Regions from separate parts of the Mus musculus genome. Here regions 1 and 3 are each linked to region 2. Evidence: chromatin contacts called from public HiChIP or PLAC-seq and promoter capture Hi-C data. All regions are on one chromosome and are shown on one strand. The core of a region is the stretch at or near the end of the contact, and the rest is flanking DNA. Distances in the headings are between cores, read along the strand shown. Region 1 holds the start of Vhl (von Hippel-Lindau tumor suppressor). Region 2 holds the start of Camk1 (calcium/calmodulin-dependent protein kinase I). Region 3 holds the start of Brk1 (BRICK1, SCAR/WAVE actin-nucleating complex subunit).

What was found. HiChIP or PLAC-seq counts read pairs in DNA pulled down with a chosen protein or histone mark. Capture Hi-C pulls out chosen DNA fragments and counts their contacts.
Region 1: a promoter capture Hi-C map of pancreatic islet shows a contact between it and region 2. The contact joins the promoter of Vhl here to the promoter of Camk1 in region 2. A contact is called at or near these places in 4 of 39 promoter capture datasets (3T3-L1-derived adipocytes, hippocampal neurons and liver), 1 of 484 Hi-C or Micro-C datasets (palatal mesenchyme), 2 of 115 datasets of contacts at active chromatin or transcription factors (embryonic stem cells and memory CD8 T cells) and 3 of 9 other capture datasets (adipose tissue, liver and pancreatic islet).
Region 3: a FOXA1 HiChIP or PLAC-seq map of pancreatic cancer cells shows a contact between it and region 2. The contact joins the promoter of Brk1 here to the promoter of Camk1 in region 2. A contact is called at or near these places in 4 of 39 promoter capture datasets (the 3T3-L1 cell line, hippocampal neurons and liver), 1 of 484 Hi-C or Micro-C datasets (palatal mesenchyme), 2 of 115 datasets of contacts at active chromatin or transcription factors (microglia and pancreatic cancer cells) and 3 of 9 other capture datasets (adipose tissue, liver and pancreatic islet).

What each region holds. Positions count from the first base shown.
Region 1 is chr6:113,622,559-113,625,299 of GRCm38.p6, reverse strand. It overlaps Vhl (von Hippel-Lindau tumor suppressor), which reads right to left and starts at 1,306. Exons shown (of 3, transcript NM_009507.4): 1 at 922-1,306. The coding sequence starts at 1,159.
Region 2 is chr6:113,342,644-113,345,465 of GRCm38.p6, reverse strand. Camk1 (calcium/calmodulin-dependent protein kinase I) reads left to right here and starts at 1,544. Exons shown (of 12, transcript NM_133926.2): 1 at 1,544-1,630.
Region 3 is chr6:113,603,460-113,606,221 of GRCm38.p6, reverse strand. Brk1 (BRICK1, SCAR/WAVE actin-nucleating complex subunit) reads right to left here and starts at 1,450. Exons shown (of 3, transcript NM_133937.1): 1 at 1,326-1,450. The coding sequence starts at 1,443.

The DNA.
Region 1 (2,741 bases), core at 57-2,556, 280 kb before region 2:
AGTGAGAGGCCAGCCTGATCTACAAAATTCCCACATCACTCAGCTGTCTGGCTGGTTGCTTCAGACACAATCTTGGGGCTTAGCCAAGGCTGGACTTGCACTCAGTGAAATCCTTCTGTCTTGGCCTCCTGAGTCCTGGGCTACCACACACAGATCTGGGTACATTTTTTTTCAATACATAAATAAGGCAATGTCAAACAGCCCCAATTCACTACGGCTAAAATCAACTTTTGAACTTTTTCTCTCACTGTTTGGCGGCAAACCAAAAAAGCCTGGTGCAGTCATCTTGCCTCGGTTTTCTGAGTCCTGGGGATTGTACACCTGAGAGCGGCTTCACTTGTTTTTCATAGCCATCCAGTCATGACACTGATAGAACTGACTGACTTCCACTGATGCTTGTCACAGTTAATAAGCTTACGTGGTCAGGCTTGGTACAAACCTGAAATCAGTGGCGAAGGCAGAAAGATCGAGAGTTCAACCCGTTATCCCATACTCACTTGTTTTCGGCCAAGACGCCAATCGGTAAAGGTGATCCCCCAACTACAACTGTTAACTCCCTCAGCTGACTTATCCTACTCCGGTTCTCCTAAGCTGCGTGCTCTTTCTTCACCTGGACGCACCCACACTCTGCCCATGCTTTCGCAAACCTCTAAGCTCGGTGCCTAGCGCAGCAATTATGACACAGGCTGGTTCTTGTCTGTTCATACATTTTTTTTGTCTGTAACCCTCCAAGTTGTCATCACCAAGGCAGGTTCGCATGCCGAACCTGACCGGGAACTGGGTTAACACTGCATCCGAAATCACTGGTAGGGGCCGGGCATTTTCTCGGGGTAGATGCAGTGGGTAGGGACAAGATGCTCGGGGTCGGAGAGAAAGCGCCCCGCCTGTTACAGCAGCAGCGGCCTAGCGCGCGGCTCGTACCTCGGTAGCTGTGGATGCGGCGGCCGGTGCCCGGTGGTAAGATCGGGTAGGGCTGAGGCTCGCCGTCGAAGTTGAGCCACAAAGGCAGCACGACGCGCGGGCTGCGGTTGCAGAAGATGACCTGAGAGGGCTCGCGCGAGTTCACCGAGCGCAGCACCGGCCGCGGCCGCCCAGCCTCCATCTCCTCAGGACCGGGCTCCCCCGCCGCCTCCTCTGGACTGGCTGCCTTCCGGGGCATTATTGGAACGGGTCCCTCGGATTCGCAAGCTGGACGTGGGCGGCGCGTGCGTGCGTGCGGATCTACGCGCTCCGGGACAGGTCTGCCGGTCCCAGACGCGCTCCGGGCAACTTGAAGGCGGAAATGGCCGCCGGGAGCCCTCAAACTGGGGGGCGGGGCGGCACGGAGCCAGGGGCCGCGGCGGTGGGCGGGGCCGCAGCAGTGGGCGGGGCGGCGGGGCGGCGGGGCGGGGCCGCGGCGGAGCCCCGGGTTATAAATTCCACCTCCTACAGTTGGGTTTCTGTTTGTTTCCTTTCCTTTTCTTTTTCCTTCTTTTTTTTTTTTCCCCCAAGATAGAGTTTCTTCGTGTAATCCTGGCTGTCCTGGAACTCACACCCTAGATCAGTCTGGCCTCGAACTCTCGGAGATCTGCCTGCCTCTGCTTCCAGAGTACTGGGATTAAAGCCGTTATCTCCATGCCAGAAAGACTTGCTTTGAGGTAGGGTCTCACTATGTAGGCCTAGAACTCATTATGTATATCCGGCTTGTCCTGAACTCAAAGATCTCCCTGCCTCAGACTCCAGAGAACAGGGACCAAGGGCAGTTGGATTTTTTTTTTTTTTTTTTTTTGGGTAGCATTGTTTCCCCCTGGCTGGTCTGGAATTCCGTGTACAGACCAAACCAGCTTCAAACTTAAGAGTGATCTCCTGCCTCTGACTCCAGAGTGCTGGAATTACAGGCATGAGCCTCATATATATATATATATTTTTTTTTTTTTGAGTGTACTTAAATTTAATTTCTTCTCTTAAGATCTCCACGGGCTTGCCATATTTCCCCTTCTGCCTTTGCTTTTTGGTTTTTCAAGACAGGGTTTCTCTGGGTAGCTCCAGCTCTCTTGGAACTCACTCTGTAGACCAGTCTGACCTCCAATCTCCTGCCTCTGCCTCCCAAGTGTTGATATAAAAGCTGAGTACCACCGCTGCCGGGCCCACCTATGCTATTATTTAAAGTTTTTCTCATTGATGAGTTTGAGTCTGTCTCTATTTTTAACTACACATTTCAAAATGTCTTCCAGAGTACAAAAGTAAAACTTTCCCTCCTTTTCCATCTGCATTCCCAGAAAACAGTATTACCAGTTTTTGTTTCCTTTCAAACTTTTTTATGTTTGTGAATAGAATTTTAAAATATTTTGTCTTTTTCTTTTTAGACGCAGACTTATTGCATAGTTCCCATTGCCTTGCAGCTGAATATATATAGCCCAGGCTGGCCTCAAATTAGTGGCACTCCTGTGTCTGCCTCCCAAGTACTGGCATTCTAGATATGTGCTACCATGACTGGTTCAAAGAATTAGCATACAACTACTATCAGATAACATTCAGTGCCATTTTTCCATAGACATTTCTGGCAGAAGTTTCATCAGATGAGCTTTTTTTAAATGTACGGGCCGGGCAGTGGTGGCGCACGCCTTTAATCCCAGCACTTGGGAGGCAGAGGCAGGAGGATTTCTGAGTTCGAGGCCAGCCTGGTCTACAAAGTGAGTTCCAGGACAGACAGAGAAACCTTGTCTCAAAAACCCAAAAAACCAAAGTAAATAAATAAACAA
Region 2 (2,822 bases), core at 295-2,794:
ACCTCTTAGTCTCTGACCCTCGTCAAATCTTGCTTTTCCTGTGAGCCCTGGTTTATATGAAATCTTTTTCTCATGTTTTACTTTGTTTTGTTTATGTACTTGTGTATGTGAGTGTGCAAGTCTATGGCAGCCAGAGGAGGATGTCAAATGTCTTGATCTATCACTCCCCACCTTACTCCCTTGTACAGCACCCCTCTCTGAACCTGGGGCTAGGCTGGTGGCATGCTCCCCCTCAGTTCTGGGGTTACAGAGGCACACAGCCCCCTCCAGCTTCTTACACAGGCTCTGAGTATTTGAACTCAGGTCTTGTCCTTGAGCCGCTCGCCCACTGAACCATCCCCGAATCCTCCTGTTTTGTCTTTTCTTCCTCCTCCCCTTGAAGGAGAACCTCACCACCGGCTTGCTTAGAACATTTCACAATGCACCTATCTCTGCTTCTGAAGTGCTAAGATTGTGTCAGACACCACACCAGCTTGTTTTGAACTAGTGTTCTAAGTACTTGCACACCCACTACACAGAACTCTCAAGAAAACTTAGAGTCAGTCGTTAATAAGTCCATGTCTCAGGGAAGAAACTGAGGCTCAGAAAGGGAGAGCAGAAAGGGAGGTGGTTGACTTCAAAACCTTTCTAGCATCTTAGCTTAGTCTTCTGAGGCCTGACCACTCCAGGACAGAGGAGGGCCAAACTGGGAGAAACAGAGGTTGAACTCAGGAGGGAGAGCTGCCCTAGACAGGCCAGGTTGCGTCCTTTGCCTGGCTCCAGGGCAGACCTACCTCTAATTCCTGCCAGTTGATTCCCCTTCTAGTCTGAGCTCAATTTAGTCCCAAAGAGCCTTGCATAAACCAAGTCGGGTCAGGTCCCTTGGCCCCAAGCCTAGAGCCCCAGGAAGGGATATGCTCCACCCTCCCCACCCTGGCTCCCAGCCACGGTCACATGGCACTTTGGTCCTCTTTGGCTTGCTTCCTTAAGGATCCAGATTTAACTGCATCTCCCCCTTCCACTTCTCTTCCCTAGTCTCTTTGAGCAGTACCTGAAAGTGTGTGGGATAGAAGCCTTAGCTCTGTTTTGCTGGTGTAGGTCCTCAGTTTATCTGCCTATTAAATGGGACCTTACAGCTTTTCATCAGCCCCTTACTAGTCTTCTGAGTCTTGCATAGGTCCAGCTCCTTTTAAATGGAAGGTGAGGAGAGGAGGAGAAGGAGACTAAGAACTCTAAGGCAGGTCCCAGAACTGTTTTGAAAACAATGCCAGGTTCAAGCTGGCCAGCCTCTGGCATCTCATAAATATTGGTTCAAAAATCATCTGCTTCTAACTAAGTGCTGATTTCAAGACCATCTGTGGCTCTCACTTGTCTCCTGCTGACGACCAAAGGGCACATAAGCATGCTATAGGGCCTGTAACAGAACAACTGGGCCCACTTCTCCAGTCCGAGAGTGCTCGTCCCTAGTCCCCAGGTCCTCTGCCGCAGGCTCCTCCTCCATTGACATCAGAGCCGCAGGCGGGCCGAGGGAGCCGAGCCCCAGCCGAGCGCCAGCGACTGAGCAGGCAAACTGACCAGGCACAGACGCGGCGGGAGCTCCGCACCAGCCACCTCGGCCCTCGCAGCCAGCCCCGAGGCGGGGCAGCCGCAGGTACAACTGAGGGTTGCCCCGGCTCTGTGCAGCGGGGCGCTCCAGCCACAAGATACTGAAGCCCAAGGGTGGGAGGGGCGCCTGGCCCCTGGACAGACAGACGGAACAGGGCTGGGCCTTTCTCTCCCACCTCCCGTCCCAGGCCCTTTAGGTGCTAGGTGACCTCCATGGATATTGCCTGGATATCAGAAAAGGGTGGGGAAGGGTCTGTGTGTGTGTGGTGTATGTCCAAGCGCTAGGCCTGACCATGGAAGGGCGTGGGCATTTGGAAGAGTAGATCGGGGAGGGCATGTGAGGGGTTCCCTGAAGCAGGAATGTGCTTCAGTTGTGTAAAGGTATCTGGGAATTCATTTTTGTTGTTGCATATGGTGTTCAAGGATACACACACACTGCTGTCTGGCTTGCGGGGTAGAGTTCAGGGGAGGTTTGGTCTTCCTCTGAGGGGGTTTAGTTAGGCAGATTGTTAAGGCTTGGTTTGCTGTGTAGGGCTCTGGGCTGAGGAGTTGGAGGGCATAGACAGGACTAAGTTGCTATGTCTGGTATGTGGGAACGGATGCCACCTTGTTCGTGTGTGCATGGAATCAGTACTGCAGTGTAGGGTCTGGGTGTTTTGGATGGACAGGTAGGTGTGAGTGGTGTATATGAACGTGTGTTGATGCTGGGCATATGTGCACAACCAGGTGACGTGGTGTGCAGTGTGATGGATCTAGCAGGAAGGTGTCTGGACTCAAGATTCATGTACTGCTGATGTGGAGTGGTGTCTGCTGCAGGGTGTGGAACTGTGAGGGTCATTAGTGCTGGCATCCATGTGGGTTTGACTTTACATGGATTTACCATTGCCTCTTTCATCAGAAAACCTGGGATGCTGGCCAATGCTCTGGGAACAAGGTCCCACTCAAGGAGTGGACTCTCAGTTCTGGTCAGGGTGCCTTCTCTTCATTCTTCCCAAAGGAACCAGGAGGTTGCTTTCCCAGAGCTCTAGGGCATGAGGGGCTCTGTTCTGGCTTCAAACTCAGTTGATTCTGAGATGTTGACTTTTCTGAATGATTCCCCCAGTCTAGTAGTCTCCTACTGGACCAACACATGACACCCTTTGTCCTTAGCAAGCTTAGCTGGGACTCTCTTGGGCAACTCTGGACTCATTCTATCCATCTCCAACCTCAGTTTCCGAGATTTCTCACATGATACATGG
Region 3 (2,762 bases), core at 201-2,700, 260 kb before region 2:
TAAGAACCAATTACGCCTGCTGATGTTTGCTTTGCTCTACCAGGCTGGACTCAAAACTCTCTATGAAGCAGATGACTTGGGAGTTCCTCCTGGTCCTCCTGCCTCTGCATCCTGAGTGCTGCTATTAAAGGCATGGTGTGTGGGTGCTAGGCCAATACTCTACAGACTAGGCATCCCCTGCCCCTTAATGATGCATTTCCAATTTCCTTTTTGTTCTCTTTTCTCAAAAAACAAAAACAAAACAAAACAAAAAACCCCCAACCAACCAAAAAACAAAACAAAACACAAAAAAAGGAGGAAAAAAAAGGAGAGAGAGAAAGAAAACTCTAAGAAGTGGGGGATGCCGGGGTCTTGTGCTTACCACTCAGGAGCCCAATCCCTGAACTACACCCCGTAATTGAAGCTACTGTTCGGTTACCTTCTATCATACTACTTAGGACTCATCGGGTCTTTAGCTAGAAAATATACGATTCACTTTAATTTTTTTCAAAATACAGCACTTTCTCCCCAAGATGCTGAAAGTTGCTAATTAGTAGAACCAAAGCACTCTAGTGAAAAAGATCACTGGATGCCATCTGCACGTCTTGTATTGTGTAAGAAGGTCCCTGAAAGAACCCTTCCGGAGACCATAAGAAGTCTGTAACAGGTTTTCAGTCCAGAAGGCTAGGAACGCACGCAGAAAGAAATCAAGACTGTCACTAGCCGGCCACACCTAGGAATAGTTTTTTGGAAAAGTGGACTCTGCTGAAACCATCTGCCCTGTAAAATCCGAGGAGCCAGACAGAAGCATCCAGAGCACCTACCATGAAGCAGATACAGGGCTAGAAAAGCCATTCCCAAGGCCCGAGCGGGCCCCATCCCTTACAACCCTCAGCACTAGCACCAAATCGAGCCGGGGATGAATGAACCTGCCGGGAGTGGTTAAACGGGAGCAATAGAAGGCATGACATCAAAGGGGTTCGGACTTCTTCCTGAAGGAGATGGACAACGAGCAGGAGTCTCTCAACAGTAAGCGCGACCGTGACCGTGACACGGCTGCGCACTGCCTGCCAAGTGAAGACTGGCACGGAAGCGCGGCGCAAACCGGGGCGGATGATGGATGGGCCTAAGAGGCTGGACAGTGGGCGTGCTGACGAGCGCAAGTGGGGCATGGCAACGGGCAGGGTAGACCCTCGGAAACGGCCCAGTGAGGCTCGGGGTGAGGGCACTGGGGCCGGCGGGCAGCCAAAGAGGAAGCGAGTAGCCAGGGCGGCGCGCCTCTCCTCCCCGCCGCCGGCCGCCTCCCAGGCCTCCCTCCTCCCAGCCTCCCCTGCTCGCCCGCTGACCGAAAGAGTTGAGAAAGTCTGAGATTTTCTTGATGCTGCTGGTGATGATCTCAATGTACTCCCGGTTCGCCCAGTCCTGGTGAATCTCCCGCTGCACCGGATCCTCTTGTCCCGCCATGGCGGCCGCCTGAGGAAGAGTGACTGCGCAGGCGCCGCGACCTCTACAGGCCTCCAGCGCGCCTGCGCCGCCAGCCAGTACCCGAGTGTTCGAGCCCCAGAAAGGGCTGGCAGAGCGACGCGCGTGCGCACTCTAATCCCTGCGCTCTAGCTTGGCTCCCACGCTGGGGTAAACAAGATTCCTCCACTCGCGATGTGAAGACTAAGAGCTACCCTGTCCCCGGTTACAAGCACCCGCTGACCACTAGCGGATCTTGTCGTTAGGGGGCGCCCACACATTCCCACCTCCGCCTAAGGGTTGCTCCAAGCTCTCTTGCACCTTGTTAGCTGTGATGGGCACAGTCCACGAATCCCGTTTATTCAGAATGCTTGTCATGCTTGGGTCACAACTCTGTTCATTCTCGTTTTCTTTTAAAATTTGTTGTTGTTGTTGTTTTTCGAGACAGGGTCTCTCTGTGTAGTCTTGGCTGTCCTTGTACTCCCTCTGTAGACCAGGCTGGCCTCGAACTCACAGAGATCAGCCTGCCTTTCCCTCCGGAGTGCTGAGATTAAAAATGTGGCCACCACCGCCAGGTTAAAATTATTTTATTCGTATTATATGTGAGCGCTTACGTGGCACAACACGCGGGCGGAAGTTACAGGACAACTTGCAGGAGTGGGTTCCTCACCTTCCATCTTGTGGGACTGAACACTCAGATCATCAGCTTCAGTGTCTTTATTGTTCGAGGTGTCCCACCAACTCTGAATCTCCATATTTACCAAATGAGCAAAATACTTTTCTTTCTTTCTTTCTCTTCTCTCTCTTTCTCTCTCTTTCTCTCTCTTTCTCTCTCTTTCTCTCTCTTTCTCTCTCTTTCTCTCTCTTTCTCTCTCTTTCTCTCTCTTTCTCTCTCTTTCTCTCTTTCTCTCTCTTTCTCTCTCTTTCTCTCTCTCTTTCTCTCTCTTTCTCTCTCTTTCTCTCTTTCTCTCTCTTTCTCTCTCTTTCTCTCTCTTTCTCTCTCTTTCTCTCTCTTTCTCTCTCTTTCTCTCTCTTTCTCTCTCTTTCTCTCTCTTTCTCTCTCTTTCTCTCTCTTTCTCTCTCTTTCTCTCTCTTTCTCTCTCTTTCTCTCTCTTTCTCTCTCTTTCTCTCTCTTTCTCTCTCTCTCTCTCTCTTTCTCTCTCTCTTTCTCTCTCTCTTTCTTTCTCTCTTTCTTTCTTTCTTTCTTTCTTTCTTTCTTTCTTTCTTTCTTTCTTTCTTTCTTTCTTTCTTTCTTTCTTTCTTTCTTTCTTTCTTTTTCCAAATCAGGGTTTGTCTGTGTAGCCCTGGCTGTCCTAGAACTC